Linked DNA regions of Mus musculus: regions 2, 3, 4, 5 and 6 are each linked to region 1. A link is a contact called in public Hi-C and promoter capture Hi-C data. All regions are on one chromosome and are shown on one strand. Each heading gives the region's core, a stretch centred on a gene start, on an enhancer-like site or on the middle of the called end of the contact. The rest is flanking DNA. Distances are from core to core; before and after follow the strand shown.

Evidence for each region. Promoter capture Hi-C pulls out the DNA fragments that hold promoters and counts their contacts. A called contact is a pair of places that touch in the nucleus more often than the background predicts. Capture Hi-C pulls out chosen DNA fragments and counts their contacts.
Region 2: a contact with region 1 is called in a promoter capture Hi-C map of liver, with 3 times the contacts expected there. The contact joins the promoter of Ivns1abp here to the promoter of Arpc5 in region 1. A contact is called at or near these places in 1 of 39 promoter capture datasets (pre-B cells), 1 of 484 Hi-C or Micro-C datasets (CD8 T cells), 1 of 115 datasets of contacts at active chromatin or transcription factors (thymic regulatory T cells) and 1 of 9 other capture datasets (liver).
Region 3: a Hi-C map of regulatory T cells shows a contact between it and region 1, with 7 times the contacts expected there. The contact joins the promoter of Swt1 here to the promoter of Arpc5 in region 1. A contact is called at or near these places in 4 of 39 promoter capture datasets (the C10 cell line, liver and pre-B cells), 4 of 484 Hi-C or Micro-C datasets (B cells, CD4 T cells and regulatory T cells) and 2 of 9 other capture datasets (adipose tissue and liver).
Region 4: a promoter capture Hi-C map of liver shows a contact between it and region 1, with 3 times the contacts expected there. The contact joins the promoter of Niban1 here to the promoter of Arpc5 in region 1. A contact is called at or near these places in 2 of 39 promoter capture datasets (cranial neural crest and liver) and 1 of 9 other capture datasets (adipose tissue).
Region 5: a contact with region 1 is called in a promoter capture Hi-C map of pre-B cells, with 5 times the contacts expected there. The contact joins the promoter of Glul here to the promoter of Arpc5 in region 1. A contact is called at or near these places in 1 of 39 promoter capture datasets (pre-B cells) and 3 of 484 Hi-C or Micro-C datasets (CD4 T cells, CD8 T cells and regulatory T cells).
Region 6: a promoter capture Hi-C map of liver shows a contact between it and region 1, with 8 times the contacts expected there. The contact joins the promoter of Edem3 here to the promoter of Arpc5 in region 1. A contact is called at or near these places in 14 of 39 promoter capture datasets (the 3T3-L1 cell line, the C10 cell line, the HPC-7 cell line and 10 more), 9 of 484 Hi-C or Micro-C datasets (B cells, CD4 T cells, CD8 T cells and 4 more), 2 of 115 datasets of contacts at active chromatin or transcription factors (astrocytes and cardiomyocytes) and 3 of 9 other capture datasets (adipose tissue, liver and macrophages).

Annotation. Positions count from the first base shown.
Region 1 is chr1:152,764,569-152,769,327 of GRCm38.p6, reverse strand. It overlaps Arpc5 (actin related protein 2/3 complex, subunit 5), which reads right to left and starts at 2,786. Exons shown (of 4, transcript NM_026369.2): 1 at 2,461-2,786; 2 at 395-467. The coding sequence starts at 2,603. It also overlaps a transcript of Rgl1 not described here.
Region 2 is chr1:151,342,380-151,347,138 of GRCm38.p6, reverse strand. It overlaps Ivns1abp (influenza virus NS1A binding protein), which reads right to left and starts at 2,641. Exons shown (of 15, transcript NM_054102.2): 1 at 2,384-2,641. It also overlaps the pseudogene Gm10138.
Region 3 is chr1:151,425,754-151,430,512 of GRCm38.p6, reverse strand. Swt1 (SWT1 RNA endoribonuclease homolog (S. cerevisiae)) reads left to right here and starts at 2,078. Exons shown (of 20, transcript NM_025819.4): 1 at 2,078-2,216. Trmt1l (tRNA methyltransferase 1 like) reads right to left here and starts at 1,971. Exons shown (of 15, transcript NM_026876.4): 1 at 1,411-1,971. The coding sequence starts at 1,636.
Region 4 is chr1:151,569,214-151,573,972 of GRCm38.p6, reverse strand. It overlaps Niban1 (niban apoptosis regulator 1), which reads right to left and starts at 2,600. Exons shown (of 14, transcript NM_022018.3): 1 at 2,389-2,600. The coding sequence starts at 2,443.
Region 5 is chr1:153,897,835-153,902,593 of GRCm38.p6, reverse strand. It overlaps Glul (glutamate-ammonia ligase (glutamine synthetase)), which reads right to left and starts at 2,665. Exons shown (of 7, transcript NM_008131.4): 1 at 2,535-2,665. It overlaps Gm38440 (a long non-coding RNA gene), which reads left to right and starts at 2,818. Exons shown (of 2, transcript XR_387481.3): 1 at 2,818-2,999; 2 at 3,844-4,759. It overlaps Mir8114 (microRNA 8114), which reads right to left and starts at 2,668; the gene lies at 2,558-2,668.
Region 6 is chr1:151,752,551-151,757,309 of GRCm38.p6, reverse strand. It overlaps Edem3 (ER degradation enhancer, mannosidase alpha-like 3), which reads right to left and starts at 1,936. Exons shown (of 20, transcript NM_001039644.2): 1 at 1,583-1,936. The coding sequence starts at 1,743. It overlaps 2810414N06Rik (RIKEN cDNA 2810414N06 gene), which reads left to right and starts at 2,292. Exons shown (of 2, transcript NR_151475.1): 1 at 2,292-2,467.

The DNA.
Region 1 (4,759 bases), core at 1,537-4,036:
TGTTTGGCAAATTTATTTTTCAAGCCCATTTAAATCCAACCTGAGTGGATTCCTCCTGAAGCACACGCAGAAGTGATGGCTCTATCCTTTAAATTTACTGCACTCCACACGGCACTCTCCTAACTCTACATTTCAGGGCTATTTTTTTCATGACATTTTTACTTGTCACAAGCTCCCTTTAAAGCTGGACGTGGTGGCATATACCTTTAATCCCAGTGGAGGCAGGAGATCTCCTGAGTTTCAGACCAGGTTATAGACTGCGGTTCAGTCTCAAAAGTCACACTGTAAACTCTTGTGTCAAGGACAGGAAATAGGTACAATGTTGACTGTGGGGCATCAAAGGACTTTGCTAATAGTGAAACAGAAGAGATTAATGCTGTAGTCTGAAACTCACCTTCACTGCCTGGCTCTTTGTGTTAATAGGGGGGTTTTTCAGAGCAGCCTGGAGAGCAGCTGTCATGTTTCCTGTAACGAAGGTTAAGGGTGGAACAGAAAAGGATGGCCCCTGCTTTACAGGAATATTGGTTTTTGACTTGACTTTCTGCACAGTAACAAAAGTTACTATGGTCATTATGTTCGATATTAGAAACTGCATGGGTGTGTTTCCCACATGTCAACCAATGGTAAAAATACTGGAATTAAACAATAGATTTAAAAAAAAAAAGCAAAGACTGTTTTGACCTCAGTTCTATCAGTCAAATAGATTACACTTTCCAGTGAGATACACGCAATTGTCTAGATGGGTATTCAAGAAATCTTAAGACTATGTGTTAAGAATTATTAGGTCACCAAATGATGCAGTTTACCAACAAAGTATACCACTTGTCTGTGTGACTCTTGCTGGAAAACAACCCTAGACTTTATACTGAAACTACACTGTGTATTAACTGAAATGCTGGCTGATTATTCTGGCAATCAGAATGGAAGAATAGCTTAATATGAACAGGGCTCTGGATGATGTAGTAACCCGCACGACCTGTAGGTGGCAGCTTACTTTATTTCCTACAGGTTATTCAAACTGGGCTGGACCATCCATACCTACTCAGTCTCTGAAAGCACTGGTGAGTTAGCAAGCAGGGGAAACGGAAGGCCAATCAGACTGTCAGAACAGACAGTCATTTCCCTAAAAGGAGAAACAGAGTCACTGGTTCCTCCATCTGTAGTACCCGACCAATCTGAAGTCTCTCCTAGTTAGAACCAGAGACAATATCTTTATATTTTAAAATGGATTGACAAAAAGGTAGACTGAATTGATAATGAACACAGCAGTAGGAATCACCAGAAATTACCTAAAATACATTAGTTTAATAAAATATCATATATCCACCATAAAGACTAAAAAAAAAAAAAAAAAAAAAAAAAAAAAAAAACCCAAACAAACAAAGAATAAGCTCACCATTTCTGTGCAAAGGGTCTAATAAAAAATTATCTACAGTAGGTAATAAACTACTGTCAAGCCTGCATGGTCTTTTAAAGAAAAAAAAAACCCAAGTATTTTAACAAATAATCAAATTAGTAACAACTGTGAAAGTTATGGTAATGAAAGTTAAACCTATACTGCACATATATGTACGTTTGATGCTGTGGTTACCACTGTTTTTGCTCACTTTCTTCATTATAATCTAGTAGAAAATTGATGAGGGGAGAGCTGTATGAACAGACTTAATGAATACGATTTTTCTAAAGCTCCAGTTTGGATTTTTGTAACATTCTATTTTTCTAAGGGATCGATGCAAATGAATTTCGAGGTTATGAATATTCAGATATGCAAACCAAGGAACCAGGAACTGACAGCCATGTTTTAACTAGAAGGGAAACAATTTCAGAAAAACAATGTTGATTTATAGAACCGACTCATTCTCTGCTTTATTCACTGGGGTTCATCTTATATTATTCCCAGGGATTCTCTGCATGCATTCGCTATCCCTTTTTTAGTGGCCTTTTCTTAGCAGGTGAAAGGTTCCAAGCTTTAACTGGGAATTTTGGAGAAGAAAACTCCCTTCGGCTCGTTCATGAATTATAATGCCACCTTGCCAAAGCCCTTCTCTCTTAATAAACAATGCTGCCGATGAAATAGCCCCGGGGCTGAATGTACCGAGGGCCTCGATTTGCGAACCGCTCCATCTCTCCTGGCTAGGGATAAACTATCCCCGCTCCGCCAACCACACACACCGGACAGGAAAGCAAGACTCCAAGCGGGACGCCCGTGTCCCCACCGGGCAGAGACTGGCTCAGGTGCCCACTAGGACACCAGCGGTGCCCCGGGGAGGGCGCGGCCGCTTAGGACCGCGCACCTGAGGAATCGGGGCGCCGCCGGTAAGTTCGCCGGCGCGGCCGCGGGGTACAGGCGGCCTGCTGGCCCCGGGAGCTCCTGTCCTCCGTCCCCACCTAGAGCCGGGCACAGCCGGTCGCGTGGCCCCGCGTCCCCACAACCCCCGGCCGCCGCGAGCGTAAGGATATTGCCGTAGGCACGAGTCCACCTCGCCCTCGTCGGGCCCGGCCTGGCCATCGCCGCCGTCCTCCTCGTCCACGAACTTGTTCTCGTCATATTCGTCCACGTCCACCTTCCGGAAGCGGGCCGACGACACCGTGTTCTTCGACATCCCGGATCGCGACGCGACGCTGGCCTGCCCCTCCGCGGTGCCTCTCCTTTAGCGAGCCCAGCCCGGTCCGACTCACTTCCCTCTTCCGCTCTGGGGCGTCGCCGGCAGCCGCGGCTTGCAAGCTTCTGGGCCTGCGCGCTAGCGGGCTCGGCCTCCTCCTCTGCTTGCAGCCATCCTTCAGCCCCCGCTCCGCCCCCGCGTCCCCCGGGAGCGCGCGTCGGCAGGGGAGCGCGCGGGACGCACCGCGCACGCGCGGGCCCGCTGCAGGAAAGGGGCGGGGCTGGAGAAGGAGGCGGGGGCGGCGGGTCGACAGAAAGCTGGCAGAGGCGGCGCGGAGACGCGATTGGTCGCCGGGGAGCATCACGTGATGCCCGGGACGTTCCCATAGAAACGCTTTTCTGCGGTCCTGCCTTGCGGGGGGTCTTGGGCTGGAGGCTATGGGCACCTCGGGAGCGTGGCCTGGAGTGCTGCTGCCGCCGCCGCTGTCGGTGCCAGCCGCTGGTTGTTGGGGTCCGGTGTGAAGTGTGGGTGACCGGACTCGCGCGTGGGGTGCGATGGACTGGCTGCAGAACCTAGTCCCCTGCAGTCTGCAGGAGTATGAGGCAAAGTGATGCCCAGCTCGGAACTAGTGATCGGAGCCCTCCATTCGGACCGTGCGCCGCCGGGGGCTGCCTTCCCGAGCTGAGAGCCCCTTCCCCGGCTTGGACTCTTGGCACGCTGTCGGTGGGAGGTCCCCAAGGACGGAATCGAAAAGGTCACTTCTTACCTGTCAGTGCTGTGTGACAGCATCGCGACCGGACCTGCAGAATCTGAACTAGGTATTCTCTCCATCTGGAGGGAGGGAAAAGACGCTTGGGCCAGGTAGTGAAATTGGGGCAAACTTGTAGCATTTTCTAGAATCAGTCATCACATCTTAAAATAAGTAGTTATTTGGAGCAAGAATGCCAGAAGAGGGTGGGCGAGTTAGGCTCTTCAGTGCTGAGGGAAAATAGCGAGTGCAAGGATTAATAGAGACTGGACTTTCAAGGTTGTTATTTATTGTTTAAGGTTCCTGGAAGCACGTCAAATCAGCTTTTTGCTATATTCCATATTCCGGTTTGTGAGATCAGAGCTTCTGTTGAGGAGGCAGAGGCACAAAGATTAATCAAATAATAGCTGTGCTCTGTGTAATATACCGTAGTACAAGTATTTACAGAATAAAATTAATTCAGACATTTGGCTTTGCCCTGCTTCGATGCAGAACCACCTGGTTTCACGTATAGCAGAAGGCTGGATGTCATCCTGTTGAGTTTTCTCGTTTGCTCTGCCGTACTGGAAAAGAGCACTGGGCTTGGGATCAAAAAGCAGGCTGAGTCTCGACTTTTCTGCTCTCATAATCTGCATGATTGAGGCATGTTGCTTAAAAATTGGAACCTTGGATTTCTTAGTACTAAGATGGGGCTAATGTGCTTTTCACAAGGATGTTCCCAGGGCTCAATACGTGGAAATGCTTCGAAAAGACTCTAAAATTCTGCATATGTGTGCAATGTGTTATGGGTTATGTAGCACGAGCTTCATAAACTACCTAATGATAGGTTTTATTCTTGCTGGGGAAAGAGATCCCAAGATTCTGAAGGGCTGAATCTAATTTTTTCTTATGTATCTTTTTTCATATAAAATAAAATTAGGTATTCAGAAGGTAGTTAGTGCATGCTTGATGAGTTAGTGAAATATAAAATATATAAAAACATTGGGAATAGAGACTCAATCAAAAAGAGAAAGACGTCAGGATCAAACAGTTGTTGATCATAGGCACACACATGTGTATGTATGTGTTTATGTAGAGAGAGCGCTGTATGTGAAGTGTGTCCCTTTTCCTTGTGAAGAAGCAATGTGGCACTCCCTCTAGGTTTATCATTCAGTTGATAGAAGTGACATTTCCTTGATTAACACTCACATTGTCAGCTAGTAAAAACTCTCGTGTCTTAAGACAGCAAAGGAGACATGTCTCCCTGCCAGCAGTGCTTACTTTAAAAGCCTCATGCTGGAGTATAAGAACATTGTTACGGTGATGGCATTATGTAACTTAGGATAAAGATTTGTTTAATTTTTTTTTTCTGTTTCAATCTTGTGTAACTCCCATAAAAGCTGCACAGCATACTCTTTTAGATGTTAAA
Region 2 (4,759 bases), core at 1,392-3,891, 1.4 Mb after region 1:
CATATCAAGCAAACACTTAACCACAAGCTACAGACACTTGTGATTCTAAACATGGCAGACACATACTGGAATAAAAAAACTTAGAACAAAATGGAGTTAGCTCAGTTTCTGCAGCCTTAGATACCGTAGAGGCGGATAAAGCAGAGAAACCGGCTCAGGCAAAGAGGAAGATAAGACATGGCAGCACAGAGTCCAGAAACTGTGGCTGTTTTGGTTTCAATAGAAGGTAGACTGCAGGATGCACATGGTACACGGTGAAGCGGAAATTACCAACTTATTTTAAGGTTTAAACAATGCTAAGTATGGAGACCAGATGAAGGTTTGACAAAAGGGTGTTAGAGAAGGTGTGGTGGGGGCATGCCTGGAAAGAACATGGAGACATTTAATGAAGATTAGACACACCCATGCTGACTTGGTCTTCAACTAAGGCGCTGAGTGAGGGCTGAAGGCATCTTAACATGGGCGCACCACTATCAACATGCCACTTTTAGAATAAGAAAGAAAAAAGAAGCAAGACTGGGATGTTCTAATGCTGAGGTACTTTTGGATATCCAGGCTGACATCAGAAGTGTAAAGAGTACTGTTACAGGGCTAGAAACATTAACACAGTGGTAACTGAACCAGAAATCACTCCAATAATACTTTTAACACCAACAGAAGGTAGGAATATGCTCAACCTTCAAAAATTCCTACCTGCAGCATCTGACTATACCATCAAACTGCTAAAAAGCTAGAAAACAAAAACAAACAAACAAAAACCCAACCAAACAAACGAACAAAAACAACAAAAAACCCTCTGGGGTAAGTCACATTAATATCACTGGCCAAGACAGTCAAGAAACTTTTTTGAAAAACTAAATTTATATGGCACTTAAAACATCCAAACAAGAAATGCAAAAACAAGGTCAACCTCCCACCAATAACTAAAATAAAGCGTGAAATGCTGTCTTTGGAAAAGACAAAGTTAGAAGGCAACTATAAATTAAGACAAAGGCTACAGAAATGGGAATCTATTAATTAACTCAAGATTTCACTAATTAGGAAATCAAAAGAAAGCCACCCCAGGCCTCCCTGCAAGGAAGCCACCAAAGTGTGGGTTTGATATAATGCCTGCTAGGTGGCATTACAGCATATTGGTTTCAATCCAGTTCTACCCAGTCAATGTTTACATCCAGGCTTACAAATAAGTCCTTTAACATTTTAAAGATATTAAAGACTTAGCAGGATTCAACCTGAAACTATTTTCTTAGTTATTTTTTTCCTAAGTCAACCACTGGTGTTAAAATTAAAGAAAATATGGCTAAGGTGATTTAGTCCGTGCGGCTTGTGTGCTCTTACTTCCAGAGCTATGGTGTATTGCCAAAACAGGAGACCACAACAAAACTCCTAAGAACTTGATATCTGGGTGTTCTAACCTCCACTACTGACAGACATTAAACAAAACGTTGCCTTTTAGGCCGTCCGACTTCTTTTTGATCGAAATGTTTGCTCTCCGGAATCATTTATCTGCAACTTATTGAGGGAAAGGCGGAAATATTTCTCAAATTTGTGTGTGTGTGTGTACAGATTTCCTTACGTTAATCTCCACTCTGACACTCCCCGGTGTCTTATCAACGAGGTCCTTTACCCAAAAATAGAAAAAAAAAAAAAAAGGTGATCGGACGAAAAGCCTGCTCTCCACCTATTTCTTTCAGAGAACATGGAGCCTGTGCCCCGGCGCGCCGGGGACCCCGCGCTGCAAGGCCTGGGGCGCGCTCTCGGCGGGTACAGCGAGGCACCCGCACACCCCCGGCCGCGATTGGCCGCGATTGGCCGGCGGCGCAGTCACTCAGAGCTGACACGTCAGGGCAGCCGCTCCCTCGCTCCTCCCGCCTCCTTTTCCCCGCGCTTGGCAAGAAAAGCGGGCAACGTGGAGCTCGAACAAAGGACCCCGTGGTCCACGGCGACCAGGGACTCCGTGCCACCCCACGCCTAACCCCTGGAACCGATGCGCTCTGAGGGCGGCTCTGTGTCCCCACGCGCCGGCCGCGGGGAGTCTTAGCCCGGAGAGCCCCAAACCGCAGCCGGCACCTCGCTCCTGACAGCGGGAAACGATGTCTACAGTCCTCGGTGGCCGCCGCTCTCATCCGGCGGGTCATCCCTCCTAGTCCTCCGCCGGGCCAGGTCCCGGGGACCCTCCGTCACCCAGCGCGGAAGCCTGACGATCCCCGCCCCGGCGGAGGAAGGTCCGGGACCACCGCGCTCTTCCCCCGCCAGCCGGCAACCGAGCCGAATGCGGAGCCCCGCGATGCCCGTGTCTCCCGGGACAGCGGGACGCTCCGCACCACCACCATCTTCCCACCCCGCCCTCTCCCTCCCGCGGCGCCCGCGTACAGCGCGTTACCTGGGTCATCTCTGAAGAGATGGCGAAATTCATCTCCAGAGCTTCGACGGGCTGCAGGCGGAAGGCGCTGGAAGGGGCTCGGGGCGACCGGGCGGGAGGCTGCGGGCTGAGGAAGACCAGTGGGTACTCGCGGGAACTCGCTCGCCGCCACGACGCGCCCAGCACCTCCGAGCGACTGACCGACCTCCACGCGCGTCCCGAACACACTGCCACCGCCGCCGCCGCCGCGCGCGCTCGCGCCGCACTCCCTCGCACGTCACCACGTGCGCTGCCGCCAACGCCTCCCGGCCGCTTCCGGCTCTGATGCCTGAGCGAATCACAGGCGAGCTCCCGGGAAGATCCCGCTCTGAGGCTCCGCCCCCGGACAGGGCCCCGCCCACCTCATAGCTCTTTTCCTCAACCGCCCCCTCCTTCCTTCTCGGCTCAACTAGGTCAGCGCAAGGTGATCCGGGAGAGCGGGGCGGCGGGGACCGCTCCTCCTGTTACTTATCGAGCGCGCGCTCCCTCCCGAGCCTCACACCCTCGCTTCGCCCTTTTTTTTCCACTGTCCAGGAACTGGTTCCCTCCTTCCTCTTCCACCTGCCCTACCTTCTCCAGAGATCCGACGTGGCGATTAGAGTTCTCAGCGTCACACTGACTTCTAGGCAACTAGCCTAGACTGGAGCTGCGTGTTGTGGGAACCCCGCGGCAGTAGTTGAGCATCAGGCTCTTACCTTGGAGGTGGAGGGGTGAGAAGAATGGAGGAAGAAGGGATAAGTCAGAGGAGGGCCTGAACAACTAGCCCCTCTATTGGCCTGCTTTGGGTGAGCATTCAGTGAGTGTGTTTAAAAAAAAAAAAAAAAAAAAAAAAGGTGAAAGAGATATTATCGGTGTGCCATAAAATGCGTGTTCACTTCTACTTTTTGTCCCCCTCTGGTATCAGTTCCTGATGTCTCGACTTCTTTGGACAAAGAAAAGTAGCTTGGGGAATTGTTAGTCCCTATCTCTACCCCCTGGGGCCTTTTAACCCAGGAGCCAAGCCCAGTCATCCACCCACCTTGCCCCTAGGAGGCAGGCAGTTGTTTAGGTCAAATGTGATTTAAGCTGGGCTCCACTTCTTCATATGACTCTGAAGCACATGCTGGGAAGTTTCCTTGATTGAAGATGAGGGGATTTGGTGAGATTATATCCAAAGGTCTATAAAGTATACACATAATCGAGTTAGGTAAAGGTTTCCAGATTAATGCTTATACTGGTTTATAGAGGGCGCTTACACAGTCTAGACCTGACTTTGATCATCCCGCTTAATTTGTAGCCATTTCTTGGAGCTCTTTGACAATGCTTCCTACCCTTCTTTAATGTGTTAGCGGGTAGGAAATAGAAATTGGGAGGGGGGTCTTCATTACTTTTAAAAAATAAGATCTTGTGGCCAGGAGACGTTTCTTTTTTGTTGTTGTTTCACAAAAGGAGGAAGTAGAAACTGAGCTGTCAGCTAGTATGATTATGTGTCTTAGAGAAACTGGCATTTGCCGTCCAGCTTTTCTCTTTGATAGCACATTACTTTTGTTGCAAATGACACTATTAGGGACCTGGATTACTGAGCTCCTTCTGGCAGTGAGAGAATATGAACTGCCCACTTGGGACAGGCACATGACTGGCCTGCCGGACACATGGTCCTACTTGCTGTACACTAAATAGCGTCTTTGTAATCTGGAACAGTCAACACTCTCTTAAAGCGACAGTGTGATCGGAGTCAGTGCATTTTGGCCTTCAGTATTTCCTGCTCTATGAATCCTGGCATAATTTTACATAGTATCTGTCTTTCAGGCATCTCAGTATGTATAATAGCCACTGACACTTGGAAGTGAGCCATAAATGATTATTTGCATTCTTTGTAATAGTAACAAAGGACATAATGTTGATCTCGGGGCGGAGAACATAGTTTAGCAGTAGAGTGCTTGCCTAAAGCACCAGGGTGCTTGGGTTTCATCTCTAACACTGTAAACACACAAACACATTATATACACAGATTTTCTAAGACTGATCATTATTAATTTATTTGGGTGTATGTTTTATGTCAGATAAGTTGGGAATTGGTGACAATAATCACCTTTGTTGTTTCTCTTTGATCATGCTTCAGATATTGTCCCATACTGAATTCTGGCCAATGATTTGTTTATTCTCAATGTACTTAATTCCTAGGGCTAGTGTAACAAATTATCACAGACTGTTTTAAGAGAAAGATGTCTGTGTCCAGTTATAGGAAGTTAAGTCTGAGATAAAGGGACTAGTCAGAGGTTCTTTCTCTAAGACTAGGGAAGGATCTGCCCCAGGCCATGCAGCCATGCAGGCCGTGCAGGCCATGCTTCTGTGGCTGCACTCCAGCTACTAGACTTC
Region 3 (4,759 bases), core at 829-3,328, 1.3 Mb after region 1:
CATTTTCATCTTGCCTAGCTGCTACTGCCTTCAAAGGACTAACTAGATCTGAAAATACATTTTCAAAGGATTAGTGCGTGTTTAAAGGTTTCAACAGCACAAATTCTTCACAGTAGAAATTTGTAATTGTTGTAGCACATATAATCAAATGTTTGCAACCCTCTTCCCCTAAGACAGACTTTTGGGACAATGTCTCCCTAGGCAGCTCAGGTTGATCTCCAAGCTACCAGGCCTGCCTGAATCTCTGGAGTGTTAGGATTACAGGCATACATACCATGAGGAGTCACTATGCCCCATGAGGCATTTTAAGGCATTAAAATGGTGAAGAAGTAAAGAAGCATTCCCCAAACAGCTGAACTATGTCCGATTTAAACATGATCAGGTGGGTGGTAGCTATTCCCTTAACAGTGTAAAAGTCCCTATCCATCAGGTTGTATGTAGAGGGAGAAAAGGCCTTGTTTTGCACTAAAAGCTGTGATCCCAAATGATGAGTCTACTGGATGATTTTTGTCTTTCCTGGGATCAATTCTGCTGCTCTTGAATGTGGTTGTAGAACTGCAAAATAATTCTCTTAGATTATGACTGTTTTATGTACATTTAACCCCCAACTGGCCTAGAAATATGAATTAATTCCTCACGCGATAATTCAGAAGGAGTATAAAGATCCATTTATGGACCACAGATTTGTTGAAAAAAAAAACAAAACTCGTTGAATTTTTTTTTTTTAGGCCCGCTGTGCAAAATGTTAAGAAGATCCTTAAAATGCTAATAATTATCAGTCTTATGTTTCTTATATGAACCGAAAAACCACCACTCGGAACATGTATAAACACATTCAGAAAATAAAAATATGGGCTATACGTTTTCACGATCGTTGTCCTTTGGAATGAAGTACAAAGCTCAATTAGTATTTGGCAGATACAAGAGACGGAGTTTCTATTCTCGGGAGCAAAGTATACTCCAGCAATGAGACAAATCCATCAGTGTGTATAAGTCCTGACTGAAAAATGCTTTCAGTTTCTCAATCTTGATCTACTACTACCTTAGTACCTCCATTACTGTAACACAGTGGAAAGTTTTAAAACTATTGTAGACTGGGTTGAGATGGAAACTACTAAAGACACTAACGGACACAGCCACTAATTTCATTGTTTATTTTTCTCTGCCTCACGCCTGGCCTTCATATATCCTTCAGGATGATATCCTCGAGGTTTATGGAAGAAGTATCCCTTTCCATGCTGTATTCCTTTTACTCTTACCTGCCGCTCTGGTTCCTCCTCCTCCTCCCATTTTTCTAAATTTGCCTTTCCACATTAAAAAAAACACCCTGGAGAAGGGCCTCCCCTATTCCCCAGCGAGGCATGGTTTCTCGCTTCTCTGCGGCAGAGAGATCAGGCCGTCTGCACTTACTGCTTTCAGCCTCCTCGGGGACAGAGGCTAGGGACGGGGACAGGGCCGGAGCCGGGGCCGGGGCAAGGGCTGGGGCTGGATCCGAGTCCGGCGTCGGAGCCGAGTCCAGAGCCGTATCTGCGGCCGGAGCTGGGACCGGAGCCGAATCCGGGGCCCGGGTCGGGACCCTGACCTGGGCCTCCTCCTTCTCCTGGGGTAGCAGCTCCTCCTCCGCCATATTCTCCATAGTTACGGCCTCCGAGCCAGGGGACGCGGAGGGGACTCGCGGCGGAGTGGGTTAATAGACGTTAATGCACACAGGGCTGGATCCAAGGGCGGGGAAGCAATTGGGAAGGCTGTACGCGTGCCACAGACAAACGGCGGAGCTCCAGTGACCCAACCCTGTCAGCAGAAAAACTGAAAGCCAGAGGCAGCGGTTCGACCCTTCGCCGGCTTCCCCTTCCCCGAGGCGTTACGACGCCACCACAGACTGCGCAGAAGCGTGTGGCGGACAGTGTCCAATGAGGAAAAAGAGTTCCGTTTCCTCGGTACGTCCTCTGCATCACTGGCCGCCACCGAACCGAAATAAGACTACAACACCCAGGAGGCATCGCGCCTCATGGGCGGTGCTCAGTTCCGGTCCTTGGAGGAAACACACACAGAGCGCCGAGAACTCTAGAATTGCCTGGAGCGTTCGGCTCCTGGCGGGGGTCCGAGTACAGAACTACATTTCCCAGTGTGCAGCGGGCTCTGGGAAGGCGCTTTGGGTGTCCGACTGGTCCGGGGAATCGCCACTGTCGCTGTGGCTGCTGCTGCCGCGGACTCAGGTAAGTTAGGGTATTCCGGGCGCGTGGACATCTCTCTGGGCGACAGCTTTTCACTGCTGGCCTCCTGTACCCGGACGTCGGTCGGGCTCGGGACCCGCGAGCTGAGGTCTGGGCCGGGCGACTGCGGGGGCTGGTCGGAGGTCGGCCGGCTCGTGGAGTGTGTGGCCGGGTTGCTCCAGCTGGACCTGAGGCGGTGGGGGGACCGATGGCGGCTTGTGTGGGGGTGGGCCGAGGCAGTTTATGAATCCCAGAAGCACTTTTCTGTCAGCCCCCTGAGGTAGAGTCCTGACTCCGCTCTCCACAACTTTCCCCCCCACAACTTGCGACCCGGACGCTCTTCACTTTTTCAATTTTGCCTCTAGGTTAAGGATAGCAGAATAGGCGCGGTGTGGTTGTAGGAGATTGTTTTGCAGTTTTGACCTGTTTTGTTTTGTTTTTTTTTAGGCTTTTACTAACAAATGTATCACTTTGATGCATTTCAGATTCTCTAAGGAATATGGCCAGGGAATCCTCTGCGCCTCAAGTTTTATAAATATATATATCCTGGACTTGTTTATCACCGAAGTCTTATTTGTTCTCTTCACTTTATTTCTAATAAGCACACTGGAGCAGACTGGAAAAACAAAACAAAAACAACCCAAATTGATCTTTCTTTCAGGTTGCCTGCTTCGGACTGTCTTGAGCGTTTAAGGCAAGAGGGGAGGTTCTCAGGTTTTTTTCCTCTGTTGGGAAACCATAGGAGACGGTGTGTGATTGTTTGTTACTTTGAAATGCTGTCTGGAAGTTTTGCTCTCTCATTGTCCTTCCTAGTTGGAGTGTTTGAAGGTGTTTTTCCTTCCCCAGTTTAACGTAAACTTTGTCCCCACCAGTCTTTTGCAAGTTCTAAAGCCCTTAAGGGCTACGAATGTACTTATCTCAGTGGTAAAGTATTTGCTTAGCTCCTTAGCTTAAAGGTCAGAAGCCTGGCCCCACAAGACGACTGAAGGCCTTTTAACCGCTTTTGGACTAGGATTCCTATGTGGGGAGTTAACTATTTAACGATTAAAAGTGAGACAATAGCACCTATTACAACCTGTAGAAATGGTAACTAGGACCAGAGAGATTGTTCAGTGGTTTAGGTCACCTGCTTTTCTTGCGGAAGACTCTTATCAGTTCCCAGCCATCCACTTGACAGATGGAAACCATCTGTAACTCCAGGTCCCAGGGATTTGATGCCCTCACAGAGACTTGAATGCAGACAAAACACATAAAGCACATAAATACATAATATATTAAAAAAAAAGAAATGGTATTATTTTTAATTGACAGAACACCTCACCCCACCTCACCCCTCCCTCTGCCTTTGGTATTCATAACAGGCACTGTGTCTTAGCTCTAAATGACATCCTTAGTACTTGTAGTACTTGTTTTTTTTTTTTTCCCATTTATAAAAAGAGTAAATGATTAATTTGAGAGCTTGACTCAATATTTTAACCTTATTTAACACCAGCTAGAAAACAGATGACAACAATTTAATGTTAGCATGGGGATTCTGTGGCAGTTTAAATTCAGAATTTCTAAGCATGAGGGAATTTTCAGTTTAAAGGCTTAGGAGAGTATATTAAGCATCAGTTGCATTACTGCATAAGCTATCTTATATTTTTGTTTGTTTGTTTTTTCACATCAAGGTTTCTCTGTGTAGCCCTGGCTGTCTTGGAACTCACTCTGTAGACCAGGCTGGCCTTGAACTCAGAAAAACAGCCTGCCTCTGCCTCCCAAGTGCTGGGATTAAAGGCGTGCGCCACCACGCCCGGCCCTGTTAAGCAACAATAAAAATAATTTCAACAGTTTTTGTGGACCAGGAATTAAAAATGAACTTCCTGGCTGTATTAGGATTTGGGTCTTTAACGACGATATACTGAAGCTACCTGGTAGATCCACTGTTGTCAGGTAAAGACTTGACATGGGTCAGCTTCAAAGTTACTCACATGCCAGAAACTTGATTTTGGTTGCTGGACTATTTGAGTGACTGTGTTGTGGAAATGTCAGTGAAATAAACCCTCCTCAAGTTGCTTTTAATCATGGTTTTTATTATAGCAATAGAAATCCTAGCTAATATATACCATGCAGTGGCTTTGATTATACGGGTTAGTCCTGTTTATTATGGAAGATGCTATATAAGCATTATTGAACCAAAAGCTGCAATGTTTTAGGTGAACAATCTTATGGCAGGACATTTTAGAATTTTTCTACCTTTGATCCCTTTTTGCTTGAAATGATTTTATTGGACCCAGGGTTATAGAGATTTAAAATAAATACAAATCTAACATTTCTGAAAACCTTAAATTTATTTTAAAATAATTCTTTCTATTTATTTATTTATTTATTTAGAGACAGGGTTTCTCTGTGTAGCCCTGGCTGTTCTGGAACTCACTCTGTAGACCAGCTGGCCTGGAACTCAGAAATCTGCCTGCCTCTGCCTCCCAAGTGCTGGGGTCAAAGGCTGCGCCACCATGCCTGGCTAAAATAATTCTTTATATATGTAATTTTACCATTAGAGGTAA
Region 4 (4,759 bases), core at 1,351-3,850, 1.2 Mb after region 1:
TGTTGTTTTAGAATAAAGAGGCTAACACTTTTCCTTATTTGAGTACAATACTTGCATCAAATCATAACAAAGGTCATGACCTTGAGGTGTGTGAACCAGGCCTGCAAGGCAGCTCATCACCAACCTTGCCAGGGATCCTGATACTTGTAACTGGCTATGCATCAACTTTCAGTGCTTCTCACTATGCAGTGAAACATCTTATAAACGTCACAAACACAATTTTGCTCACGGGCTAATGCAAGCCCCTTGTTAGTGTTCTGTGTCATCTCTGAGCCCAGCACGGGGGGGGAGGGGGGGGTGAACAGTGAAGAGTAAAATTAGCAGGCTTAGTCTTAAATAAAATCTCCATCTTTTCTCCCTGTGCAGAGGGCCAAGACCACCACTGAGGGACAAGTGACTGAGCTTGTCCCCTCACACTGATAACTCCCTGTCCCGAAGTGAGCAGAAGCAAGAATCTGGAAAATCAATTATAGCTCCTGCCTTGAATCTGCCTTTATATGGCACCCTTTAAAAAGGTTTTGAAACACTATGACTGACAACAAATACAGAATTAATAAATGAATAAATGTATTTCTTTTAGATATAATCTTAAGGGCCAGAAAGGGGCATCAGGAAAAAGTTCACTGTTTCTTCTAAAAAGTTAAAGTAAAACTTGGAGCTTAATACATACTTTTTAAAAATTCACTTTACATCCTATTCACTGGCCCCATCCCAGTCACCCCCTCCCACAATGCTTTCCCCCGAACCCCTCCCCTTCTCCTCTGAGTGGGTGGAGGCCCCCTGGGTACACCCCTACCCTGGCACATAAAGTCTCTTCGAGGCCAGGCACATCCTTTCCCACTGAAGGCAGCCCAGCTAGAAGAACACATCCCATGGGCAGCTTTTGGGATAACCCCCTTCCAGTTGTTTGGGAACCACGTGGAGACCAAACTACACATCTGCTACATATGTGCAGGGAGGCCTAGGTCCAGCCTGTGTATATTCTTTGGCTGGTAGTTCAGTCTCTGAGAACCCTAAGAGTCCAGGTTAGTTGACTCTGTTGGTCTTCCTGTGGAGTTCCTATTCCCTTCAGGGCAGCAATCCTTCCTCCTCTTCTTCTATACGAGTCCCCAAGCCCCATCCACTGTTTGGCTGTGGGTGTCTGCATCTGTATGAGTCAGCTGCTGGTTGGAGCCTCTAAGAGGACAATCATGCTAGACTCCAGTTTGCAAGCATAACAAAGTAAAGGCTGCTCACTCTCTCCCTATCTATTCAGTATAGTACTGCAAGTTCTAGCCAGAGCAATAAGACAGCTAAAAATTATCAAGCGGATACAAATCGGAAAGGAAGAAGTCAAAGTATCGCTATTTTTGGATGATATCATAATATACATAAATGACCCCAAAATCTACCAGAGAACTCCTACAGCTGATAAATTCTGCAAAGTGGCTGCATATAAAATTAACTCAAAGAAATCAGTAGCCCTCCTTTAATACATACTTTTCAAAGTACTTGGGAAGCCAGGAGTGGGGCACTAAATTCATAGCTAGCTGAATGTCTGTGGCTGAGGGCAAGATTAGGGTGGGTGGGGTAAGAACCAAACACAACGAAAGATAAGAACTCTGGATTTCCTGCAGTTTCTGTGCCACCGAGTTTTGGTTTCTTCTGCCTGTCTCTCTCTTACTGAATCACTCCGTAGGTCAAGATCTCCTAAAAAGATGTTTCTCCCCATCTATAGCTTTAACAACTGTTGCAAAAACACTCCGAGCTTCCCCTTTTGTTTTCCTCCCTCTCAGGGGAAGGAAGGGAACCATCCAACCTGAAAAGGTAAAGATTTCATCCTTTCTGCTTCTGATGAAATCGCCCTGCAATTGGTGTGAAGTTCAGGAGAAGGTGTGGCCTGCGCTGCACTTTACAAAACCAGGCCAATATGACCCGGAGGGAAATTCTGATAGCCCAGGAACTCCCCACCACTACCACTAAGGAAATCTCAAAACTCGAGGGGATAACCCCAGTAAACCTCTAACCTTTGGAAATTACTCAGAGCCAAGTACAAACAAGAAAGATGTCTCCCCAGCAGGGAAGGAACAGATTCTGAGGCTGGAGGGGCACAGGGCGGGGGCAGGAGGGGTGGAGTGCGAGGGGGCACCAACAAAGTTCTCTCCAGCCACCCTGGGAGTACCTGCCTCTCACGTGTGTCCTGCATCATCCCGTCCCTACTCTCTACCCCACCTGAGTCGCGGGTGCTTGAAACAGGACACCGGGGCTCCGCTCCCGGAGGCGAGCGCAAGTCTAGGAGCCCAACGCCCGCCGGTAGCACCAGCTAGCCAGTGCTCCCTCGGAAGATCAGCGTGCAGGTGACCAGGCTAGCCCTGGCTCTGCGCCACCCTGCCGCCCTGGCCGCCGTACCTCGGATGTAGGCGCACTTGCCCTCGTCCAGCTGGCTGGAAGCTGAGCCGCCCATGGCCGCGGTGCTGCACGGGAGGCAGAGGACTGACACCAACTGCGCCTGCTGCTTGCCGCTGAAGGTGGATGTGTCAGGGAACTGGCTCTGTAATTAAAGGGCCAACTTCCTTGAGAGGCGTCGCCGGCCCGGGCGCCTCCTCCAGGCCCGCGCCCTCGGAAGATGTGTGGGCTGGCCCGGGGGCTGTCTTCCCGCCCTCGCTGCGCTGGAACCCCGGGGGCTGTCCTAGGAACTCCAGGGAGTAACCATAGTAAAAATACTTTCCTCCTTCTCGAGACTGACTTTTCACCAGTTTGGGGACAGCCCAGACCCATCGTGGAGGGAGTGGAGAGAGCGGACTTCTTCCATGTGACTGTAACTTCTCCCAGATGGAGATTTACAGTCCCACCAGGTGGAGGTCAGGAGCCCTTCCCCTTCCTGTTCTCCAGCCACCTGTCCACAGATCCCCCACTCCCATCCGCATCCCCACCTCCGGAATTCCCTTGCACGGAAGTATGGGAACCTTGGAGAGTCAAAGCTTCTTGTAACCAAGCACTTGGATTTGAGAGATGGGAACTGAAGGGGAAGCAGGGGAGAGAAATGGGAGAAGCCAAGGCCGGTTCCACACACTAAGTAAGCCCTGAACCTGCCTACGACTCCAGGGAGTCTGTCCTGACACCTTAACCTTCAAGTCTTCTTACCACGTGGTTTCTCGTATGCAAGGCCACTATCTCTTCAGCTTGGCCGCCTCAGGCAAGAACACCCTGGGCAGAGGGGTCATCCTGATTTCTTTCTGTTCTTAGTGGCCAGGAGTTTTACAATTCCTATCAACTTAACCAGGCCTAAAGAGGACTTTAAGGCTTCTCCACAGCTGCCTCTAAAGTTAATTCACCAGAACTTTAACACATATTTCTCACAGCTCACACACCGAGTCTCTCGCACCCTGTACACTAGATCATCAGTAAAATCCTGTCGAGTCTAATTTCAAAATATGTCCAACGTCCAGGGAATTCTTACCATCTCCACTGCCCTCGTTTCTCACATTAAGCCTCACAACAGTCTAACCCGGCTCCGGGCTTCAAAGGAAAAGCCAAGGGTCTATTATAGCCTGAGGGGTGGGGGGCTTCCCCTCTCATTTACCAGCGTTTCTGTCTCTGCTCTCTAGGTTCCAGCCCCTGCCCTGCTCGCTCCCCTATGCCAAGGTGAACCACTTGCTCAGTTTTCCTCTCTGGGTGCCTCATTCATTCAACTCTCACAGGCTAACATCTTCAGGCTCATGAACAGAGTGCTGCTAGTAGCATTCCTGGAGCTCTGGGTTTGCACCTCAGCATCTCACAAACAAGGTGTGCCAGTGCGTATCTGCAATTCCTGCACTCTGGGAGGCGAACGAACGCTGGAGGAGTGGGCTACATGGAGAGTCGGAGGCCAGCTTGAGCTACATGAAAAGCAGTATCAAAAAGAGAGAGAGAGAAAAAAAGAAAAAGAAAGGAGGAAGGAAATAAGGAGAATAAAAGGAAAGAAAAAAGAAAAGAGAAGAAAAGCTAACAACACCGAGAGACTTCGCCTGAACCCTCCCTAAACACCAGCCATGGTGGTGTGAGTGTTTACTCCCAGGACTCAGGAGGGACAGGCAGAGGCAGGCGAATCTCTGATTTCAAGGCCAGCCTGGTCTACAGAACAGGTTCCAGGACAGCTAGGGCTACACAGAGAAACAGTCTCAAAACAACAACAAACATACAAACAAACAAACAAAAAACCAACCAAACAAAAAAGTTTAAGGGCCTGCACTCAGTAAAAGCTGGGGTCTCAGTGACTACAGAGTGCTTCTGGGTAGCCACTCAATGATTTAAACCGCTCAGTGTTCAAATCTAAATTTGAGTTTAGAAACGTGACGTCTGATTTATCCTTCTTCTCTCTTTTGTGCAGTCACGGGTGGAAAGATTTGTGTGGAGTAGAATTAACACACTTATTACCTGGCAAATTCAGCTCCAAATCACTGGCTGTCATGTGACCCGGTCAGGTTACCTAACTCTCCTCTTGTGTTAGCTGGCTTTCCTCACTTTCCTTACTGAGGCTAATCTGCTTACAAGAATTAGTGTTTCTTTGGCCCACAGTTCAAAGGCTCAGACAAGGGCCTGGTGGGCACACTGCCTTCCAGCCTGTGTCTGACGATCTATCATGAGGTGCTTTTGGCTTTTGCTTTTATTTACTTATTTGGGTTTTCCCAGCCCACCCCACGGCTTGGTTCTGTGAGACAAGGCTTTGCTATGTAACACAGGCTAACCTGGAACCTACAACTCTCCTGCCCTGCTTCCTATTTTGCTCAACACATCATGA
Region 5 (4,759 bases), core at 1,416-3,915, 1.1 Mb before region 1:
GAGTCTTGCTTTGTCTTCCACTCTTTGGAACAGCCTTTTTTTTTTTTTTTGGAGACAGGGTTTCTCTGAATGGCCCTGGTTGTCCTGGAGCTCACTTTGTAGACCAGGCTGGCCTTGAACTCAGAAATCCACCTGCCTCTGCCTCCCAAGTGCTGGGATTAAATAAAGGCATGTGCCACCACCGCTCAGCTCTTGGAACAACCTTAAGGGACACACAACCCATTGTAATCCCTACATACCTACATTTAGACTATCTACTTATTTGAGACAAAGTCTCATTGTGGAGCCCTGGAACTTATGCCGACCAGGCTAGCCTCAGAATCAAATTAGATCTGCCCCTCTCAGCATCCTGAACGCTAGAATTAAAGGTGTATGCCACCACCATCTTTAGATTACACAATGAAATACTAGGGCTAGCTGTAAGACTTTAAAGGCTAACATATTCCTGGGAGAAAGAAAGGACCTGTATTATCTGCCACCACTAAGGTGGTAAAAAGTAAAGCCATACTCCAAGGAGCACACTGCTGACTGGTTTTTTGGTTTTTTTTTTTTTTTTTTGAGACAGAGAAATCTCAACAAGCCCTCTCTCTGTCCTAGTAATTACTTACTCATTATTTACACCAAGCTTTCCTCAAAATCAGAGGATCTACCAGTCTCTGCCTCCTGAGAGCTGGGATTAAAGGTATGCCCCCTCCACACCAGGCCTCAACTGCTGACTTCATTACTGTGGTGAAAAGCCTTACTCCAGAGACAGATTTCAATGTGAAAATTAACAGTATTTGACGATCCCACCGGATAATATTTTCTGGTACGTAGAAAAATCCCACTTCTAAGTTTACAAGCCACAGGAGTCGGGGCAAGATCTTCGATGAATGTGAGGCTACAAAAAACCAGCCTCAAAACACAAGAGGAAATGCCCCCCTCCCTCCCTAATCTCCCCGGATAGCTGGAGAGGGAACATATTGTTCTCCTCCAATGACTTGGGCAACTTTCTGAAGTACAGTGGCAAAGTTTCTATGGGCAACCGTCCATGTTTGCCCAAGTGAAAACAACTGCCTCTCCCTCCAAAAGCCTCACCCTTCCCCCGGGGAACAGATGAGCCTCTGCTGTCAAGTCCGATGCAGAACCAAAGCCTCTGCCTACACCACTTAGAGGCCCGGATTGTAATTCTAGATGGCTTCAATTTACACCACTCATCAGCTTTCCTCCTCTGCCGTGCCCCCCGCCCCCCACACACACACATCCAGCATTAATGAACTGTTAGGGGAACCTGAGTTCCTCCTCTGGCCCTGGTTCCCTGAGACCAGCTGGGTGCCAGCAGCCTAGTGTACATAGATAGCACCAACTGGTGTCCCTGTAGTGCAAAGTGGAATGGGTTCTTAAAATTCTGAGTAGTTTCTGCGGGTTGCCAGATGCACCCGGGGTCCTTCGCCCTGACTTTTACTCACCCCAGCCAATGAGAATCAAATGCACTGGGGTTGTACTCTCTAGACCTCCTCTTTTTAGAGCAGTGTTCATGCCTCTCCTCGTTCTCGATTTCTCGCTGGTCTAAGCAACGGAGCTTTTTGGGCGAGGGCGATGGAGTGGGGGACCCAGACCGTTCGGAGGGGGAGGTGCTGGAATAAGACGGGTGCGATTTAATCTTAACCCTCGACTTCTCCCCGGAGTTCACAGAGTAGGCAACGAAGCCTAAAGTATTAGAAGGGGACTCTGAGGACCGAGAATCTCCATCTTCTACGTCTTCAATGGTTGGTTTCTTTGAGTATTTGCGGCTGGGGGAGGATCCCCGCTTCCCGCCCCCGGAGGAGTTGGGGCAATCCACTTTGAAAGCAGCCTTCCCACTAAAATGTCCGGAAAGTCGGTGCCGCGACCCTCGGGCCCGCGTAGATCTCAAGGCCTCTCCCAGGGGGCCATACCCCGGCGAGGGTAGAGGCCGGGTGGCGAGAGTGGGGCGACCGCGGGAGGCACAGCGCGCCGCTGCTGCCTCCGCTTGGCGCGGCCTCTCCACTGCGGAGCCCGCCGGCCACTCCGGGGCTCCGGCTCTCCATTGTTCGGTCATATGGTAAAGGCCTAGGACACGGCGTTGGGAGCTGGGGAGTGGTGCCATCAACGCTTAGGACCACCATCCTCAACCAGACCACCCACAGCGTGACGACGCCCCCCAAATGCGCCGCCAGGAAGAGAGGATCAAGGCGCCTGCGCCCACCTAAGGCAAGAACCCTCTCCCGCTGGGACCACCGGAAAGCCCCCATCTCAGCGTGAACCCCAGCCAACGGCGCCTGCCTCCCGGGGCGGCGCCTCCGGCCGCAAGTATAGAACAGATCAAAACAACCCGCAACCCCGCCCTTCCCGGAGCTTGGCTCACAGCGCGTCCTAGGAACACCAAGCAGAGCCGGCCCGGGCCGCACGCTGCAAACACGCGGGAGGCACGAGCGCTGCATCCCGCTCCGTACAGCAGCTGACTGGAGCTGGGAAGTAGAGTGCGACCCCACAGCCCGGGCGGCCGTACATTCCTGGACCCTCCGTGCGCTTACCAGAGCGGTGGCCGGCCGGATGATGGATGGGTGAACAGGTCAGGAGAGCGAGGCGGAGAGGAGATGGGTGAGCGTGCTGTTCAGACACTCTGCTCTACTCCCATTCTCCGCTCTGCAGGGTCGCTGGCTGCTCGGTACTTTTTATTGACAGCTTGTGCCCGCCCCCAGTCGCCTTGATTGGCTGACCTAGGCCAGGAAACCCGCGCCCATCAGCTGCTGCGCGCCGGGGCCCTGAGGCCATTGGCCGAGGAACTGTGCGGGAGCCTCAGGGTGGGGCGAGCGAGACCCAGAAGAAAGAAAGAGAAAGGGGAGTGGGGGAGGGGAGGCAGCGGCGGCTGGAGGAGGGCCAGGGCCGAAGGTGCAGGATGCATTTGCAGCTTGCGTTCTTAAGCGACCTCTGGACCCTCGGACCCAGGCTGAGGCTTCCTCAGAGTCATTTGGCCTCGGCTCTTTGCTTCCTTAACGGTACAGAGGTTTTCGAGGAGATCTGTCACTGAAAATCCAGAACCCCAGAAGAGAATTTTACCCTTTGTTTGTTGAGCGAGCCTGGGGACGGGTTGGGCTGGGGAGAGGCAGGGAGCCCTGATCAGGCGCGGGGAGAGAGAGAGAGAAACACGATTCCCAGAACCTGGAGGACCCTATCTTCCTGGTTTCCTGAGTGGATTTGGGGGAAGTGGTCAGACTGTGATTTCACGGTTTAAACACAAGTGTGATGTTTCTATAAAGAGGATTCTGGACGTCCATAGTCTATTTGATGTTGCCTTGTGTGTGTGTGTTCCCGTCTCTCAGCCTTTCCTTGGATCTGCAAAATAAAGCAGATGGAAGGACTTTCAGAGCAGTTGACCGGGAAAGCAGGGTGGCAACATGCCTTTAATCCTAGCACTCAGGAGGGAAAGCGGGGGTGGCACACGCCTTTAATCCTAGCACTCAGGAGGCAGAGGCGGGTGGGTCTCCTGAGTTCGAGGCCAGTCTTCTCTACAGAGGGAATTCCAGGACAACCAGGGTTTCACAGAGAAAACAAACAAAAAAGCAAGAGGGGTGGGGGGAACCCCTGGCTTTGCTTCCCAAGTTGTTTTTAACTGTGTGTGTGTGTTGGGGGAGAGGGAATGAGAGTTTTCTCTTTCCTTTCTTAACCCTGCAGTGATGGCTGAGATAGTGTGTGAATACTGTAGTGAGACAAGCTGAAAATGTGCACAGAATTTACCTGTAAAAAAATAGACGTGGCCCATATATTGTTATTAATGCTATGCTCTGAGCAGTCTCTTTCTAGTACATGAAATCCACCTCATGGCTGGGCTTTATCTTTCAGGACTTCTGGCATTCGAGATGAAGTTTTCTCTCTAGATGCCAGAAACCCACGCTCTCAGTGCCTTTGGAAGAGGAAGGGATGAAGTTTGTGCTTCTGCTTCTGTGTATGCACCACAAATATGAAAAAGAAAGGTTGCCTGTGACCCCACACACATAGCTCGGCCTGTTAGGTCAACCTCTGTCAATTTCCCCTGAGTGTGTCTGACACAGTGGCTCACAGAAGCAGCATGCCCCACAGGTGGGGATTTGAATAGGCTTTGGACCAGAAAGGCACCTTGCAAATTCTGTGTCCTAGTCAGTACTGTGTGAAGCGTTTTACCATGAGGTTGTTCAACAGCGGGGCTTCACGTCGGGCAAACCCAAGTTCATTCTGAGTAGTAGCCAAATTAGTAGCCACACAAGCTCTGTCTTAGCATTTGTAGCGGGGATGACAGTGGGACCTGGAACATGAGGAGTGTTAGGAAGACGATGTCATCTCATAGGTCAATATAATCTGAAGAGACTGAGTCGTTTCTTTCCATGATTACTCTGTGTGTGCATGCATGTATGCACACATGCACGTGTGTGTTATACACTGCATCCATATGTGTAGAGGTCAGAGGATGACTTTAGGTGTCTTCTATCACCCTCTACTTTTTTTTTTTTTTTTTGAGACAGGGTCTGACATTGAACTTGTAACTGCAACTTAACTAACTTGGTTGCCCGGTGACTCCCAGGGATCTTTCTGGATCTGCCTCTGCACAGCTTGAAGAAGTTACCTGCATTGCAGATGACTTCTTACATGGTTGCTGGAGATGAACTCCGGGACCCTCATTCTTTTGAAGAGAGGACCCACCAACGGCACTGTGGCACTGGCACTGCACCCCCCCCCACCCCCCACCCCCTGCCCACTCGGGTGATGCAGCTTTCTGCCTCCG
Region 6 (4,759 bases), core at 687-3,186, 1.0 Mb after region 1:
TGTCAAAGAAAATATTTGCAGCCATAATAGAAATACTTCCCCTCCCCCAAATCTTAAGGAAGTACAGCACTGTACAGACTGTGAACTGTGAGATCAGACATAGGTTAAAAATATAAATGTAACCAAAAACCACAAACCTGACCCGCTTTGAGACTCTGAGCAAGTTAACCCTGAATCTCAATGTCCTCATTTGCACAGTGGAGATAGCATCCACCTCGCGATGGAATAACAGTTTTAGAGATGGCATGAGTTAAATGCCAACAAAGTGGGAACATCATTAAAATGTCACAAAATAATACATTAAACTTATAAAGGAAAAGGCAAGAGTCTAGAATTCACTGGTAATTTTGTTTGAATAGATAACACTTCATCTTCTTTTACTCACATTTTTATTTGCTCTGTGATTTAAAAATTAGTATAGTTCTTTTGCAATGGCGGAAGTAAAGAAGTATCTACGTCAGAACCTAATGGCTCCACCTCCCTTTGTGGGATAAGTTACCTGTTATTTTTTCCTGAGTTCAGGCAACTATTTTTTCTTATAAAATAATATGCTTTCTATTTATATATTAACCTACAACTTGCTTTAGTACAGAACTCTTTCTAAATGTATGACACCCCCCCCCAGCCTGTTCTGTTCTGTCAAAATGCACCCCTTTATACACTTATCTCTAATTGTGTCTTTACTTCTGTAGGATAGATTCTCCAGAGAAAGAAATGAATCAAAGAGCAAGCACAATTTAAAATTCTGGAGTTGGTGTCAATAAGTCACGTGGTTTACATCCCCACCAGTTTTCTCACCTCTTCACTAATCAGCAGTGCATTCTAGTGTTCTGTGCTAACCTACCAGACAAGCAAAACCCACCCACTTCACTGTTTTAATAAGCATCTTTCGCAGTCAACTCGCCGTGCTACTGACAGGCACACATTTCCTCTCCTCTCACTTAACTTCACGGTTTTGCCAAAATCCAGAGATTCTCCACTTCGTTCTTAGTCACTTGTGCCACTTCGGATGTATTCGAATTACTGGATTAAATGCTATAAATAGTGTTTTGGAACACTTTTAAGCCTCATAAAACTACTCTAAGGGGGTACACTTAATCGAGGCCTCTGAATAGCATCAAATCGCCTGCTCTAGCTCACAAGTGCCATTTAGGAAAGAAAACACAGCAAGGGGGATAGTGAAGTCTGAAAAGTTCAAGTTCCGGTGAACGCCCCTTTTCCTTTAACAGGTGTAAGCACCGCAACATTTTCCCGCTGGGAGCTCACTTGGGTGAGACATCCAACCCTGCCTCCGCCACCCAGGCGGTAGCCCCTCCACCAGCCCCTGACATGGCAGAGGCGCTGACACAACACTACATATGTCACAGGCTGCCCAGGAGACACTCGACAGCCCCCGAGGTCACATCCCGGGGATCAGCTCCCATCGTCCTGGACCCCGTCCACCGCACCGAGGTCCTCCAGCCTCACCAGCTGTTACAGTCACCACAGAAAAAGTCCACAGTGCGCCGGGGGCGCAATGACAGGCACCTCCACTGCTGGCAGCCGCGCGAGGAAACCCACCCGGACAGCCACGCACCCTTACCCAAGCTTCTGCTTCTCTTCCCTACTCATGGGCGCGGCCCCTGCCGTGCACACGGACGTGGCCAACACCAGACAGAGCGCGGCCGTCGCTGCCACCAGGCTCCATGACGCTCGCTGGGGGACCCGGCACCCACAGCCCCGGCAGCCGCCGGCTTTGCTCATGGCCCCGCGGTTCCGCGCACGCGCAGCTGCTACACCGGCACGGTGGGCCACATTGCGGGCTGCCGGCGGCGAGGAGGCTGCGAGCCGTGTCGAGGGCGGACTGTGGAGTGAGGCTGGCGGCCGCCGGCGCCAAACTGTTTGCCGAAGTCACCGAGCCGGTCCCCCAGCGCCAGCGCTGCCACCACCCTCCGCCCTCCACGGCTCGGAGCACCGCCCCCAGCTTTCCGGTGTCGTAGTCTAGGAAACCGCCTCTCCAAGGCTACTTCCGGGTAGAGCCGAAGTGAGATAGCCTCGGGACCAATGGAGACAGCCTCGGAGAGGGGCTGGCCGCAGCTACAGGACCTAGCATTGGCCCAGAGAAGCGGGACGTGGACAAAAGGCGGGACTGGGCAGGGAGCTGTCCCTTCGATCCACCTCCGACCCCAGGAGTTGCCACCTAGGAACTACTAGTCCCAAGGTGCACCGCTTCCTCCAGCTTGACTACAGACCTACGCGCAGGCGCCTTGCTAGATTTCTGCCTAGTAGCGCCCTGCGTTCTGGGACTTGTAGTCCTATTCTGTAAAGGCCACGCAGGTTCCAGGCGTTCTGTGTTCCGCAAGACCTTTGGCCAACCCTACCTCGTCGGTGGGCTGCCCAGTCCTTGAGACTCGTGAGTGCTTTGCCATTCTCTTCCTGAAGATTTTTTTTTTTTCCTGAGAGCTGACAGAATGAGACTTGCCCCCAGGTCGGTACCGAATGCCTGGGTGAACAGTGAAAATATTCTTCTGCCCTCGAGAAAATGACAACAAAACAAAACAAAACAAAAACTAGGAAATGAACAACAGCTAAATGACTCGAACCTTTGACGACCATGTGAGAGTTTTACTTTCATTAGCGCATATACACAACTCTAATATGTATATATCGTCCTTCTACTTTTGCACACGTAGCTTGAACTTTTGCACAAAGGCTTGGAAGAAGTTAGCAAACACTAATCTAACTCCTGAATTACTCCTCTAATTCAGTACCCCAGCAACTAAGCAGGACACTCAAAATGAAGGAGGCCAAGCAAAGCTAAGAACGTGATTAATAATAGTTATCTTAAAAGCCCATGAAGGAAAGAAGTGTACAATGCAAAAGTGATTTTTTTTTTTTAATTTAGTGAAGACTAGATGTTGTAATGAGTTGCAATGGCTGATTGGCAGGCTAACTGTGGGTAAAATGACAGGTGGGTTTCTCTTGCAAAAGCACATGTCTTTCTTTTGTGCCACTTCAGCAGGTGGCGGCAGAGTTGAGGAGCTTGGATGTGACCTCTGTGGCCACAGTAAATTTCGTATTTGTCCGTTCAGCAATATCGAGCTATCTGAAACCTCTTGCTTTTAATGCCTCACCACTTAAGTCTTATCTCTCTGACCATCCGGGTTACAAAATAACCTTTCTTCCTTCTCTCCTCTTTCAAAAACGCAGGTGTTTCCTGAAGGTTCTGTTTCGACTCCTTTGCTTCTTTGTACTCTCCGGGTTTCGCTTTAGTGATTTCTGACACGGATTAAGTCACCTTGTTGCTCGGATTGATTTCTAGATTTATATCTGTCCTGATCATTGGCCTTACATTCAATTTCCTTTCTGTCTGGTCCAAGAGAAACTCAAGTGTAAAATTATTTAATGCTTCAGACCTGTTTACTCACCCTCTTCTTTCCTAGTGTCCAACCAGTGGGTAAATCACCCAGATCCTTATCGCTACTATCTTTCAGACCATTGCCTTTCTAGTCCACATTTTCCTAGTTCCAGCTCTCATTATCTCTTTGCTGAACAGTTGCAACGTCCTAGTCTCCTCTACACTGCCACAGAGTAAGCTTCGATTTGCAAACCCTCTGAATTCCTCCTCCCTCTGCCTTCGATCTGCCCCTGCCCTCAAGTTCTATTCGACTACGAAGTAAATTCTCACACTCTTTTCCTTTCTTTATCTTTGCTCTTCTATCTCCTCTGTTATTCTGTAATCTTTGCCCCACGCCCACAAACCATTAAGACTTGGCTTAGATTCCATCACCACAAAACAGTTCTAAACCTTGCAGAAAGTGTTCAAACCACTCTCCTTCCTGTTCTTCCACAGTACTCTGTGTCTCTATTAGTGCATTTTTACATCCACTAGATTTTGATCGTTTGAGGGGTATTAACCAGCTTGTTTCTAAATAACCAGATTATTCTAAAAGGCCTAGTGCTGTGTCTCCCCCACTAGACATGTTCAAGAAGTGTTGATTTCTTATTCCTTCAGTTTCCTCACTATAAAGTGAGAATAATATGACCTTTCCCTGTAATCATATGAATACTGTACACATGAGCTCATTTCTGAATGATGTTTATCCCTTTTACAAACCTGCAATCCTGCATTGCTGCCATCCCGGATCCTTGTTGGCAGCCTTAATGACGAAGTTAGCTAAGTAAATAAATACCTTTGAGTTGGTGTGGATGTGGCATAGAGAACAGGACAAGCCAAAGTTCAACACCAATCAGCTAGTATTTGAAAACGAAGAACAAAGACAGTAGAAAAATACCTAATGACTTTCAGATGTATTTTCAAGTCAGTTATTTGAAGGAACTTATTGGCAATAACTAGGTTGATTTTAATATTATGATCGTTATCATTATTACTATTTATTATTAGACTTCTTGATGTTCTAATCATAAAGACTTCTGAGTCTTTGGGTCTCAATAAGACAGTAGTGATCTTGTTAAAGAAACAACGAACTGAAAAGGAAGTCCTGGCCTCAGTGTTTATCTTTCTGCATTTTTGCTTGTCTCCCAGCTAACACTGAAGTTTTAAAGGCTGTCATAAGTAGGCAGGACACCTTCCTTGTTGACTCCCTGAATAATAAGCGTCTTTTCCTCCCCACTGTGATTCAACTTCTAGCCAATAGTTGAGTCCATGTTTCACTAACCTCTGCAAAATCCGAAATAGGAAAATCTGGTGTGACCTAAAAGGAATTGGGAGTTAACATTTCTAAGCTGGAGATTCATATTCAGTATGGAAACACATTCA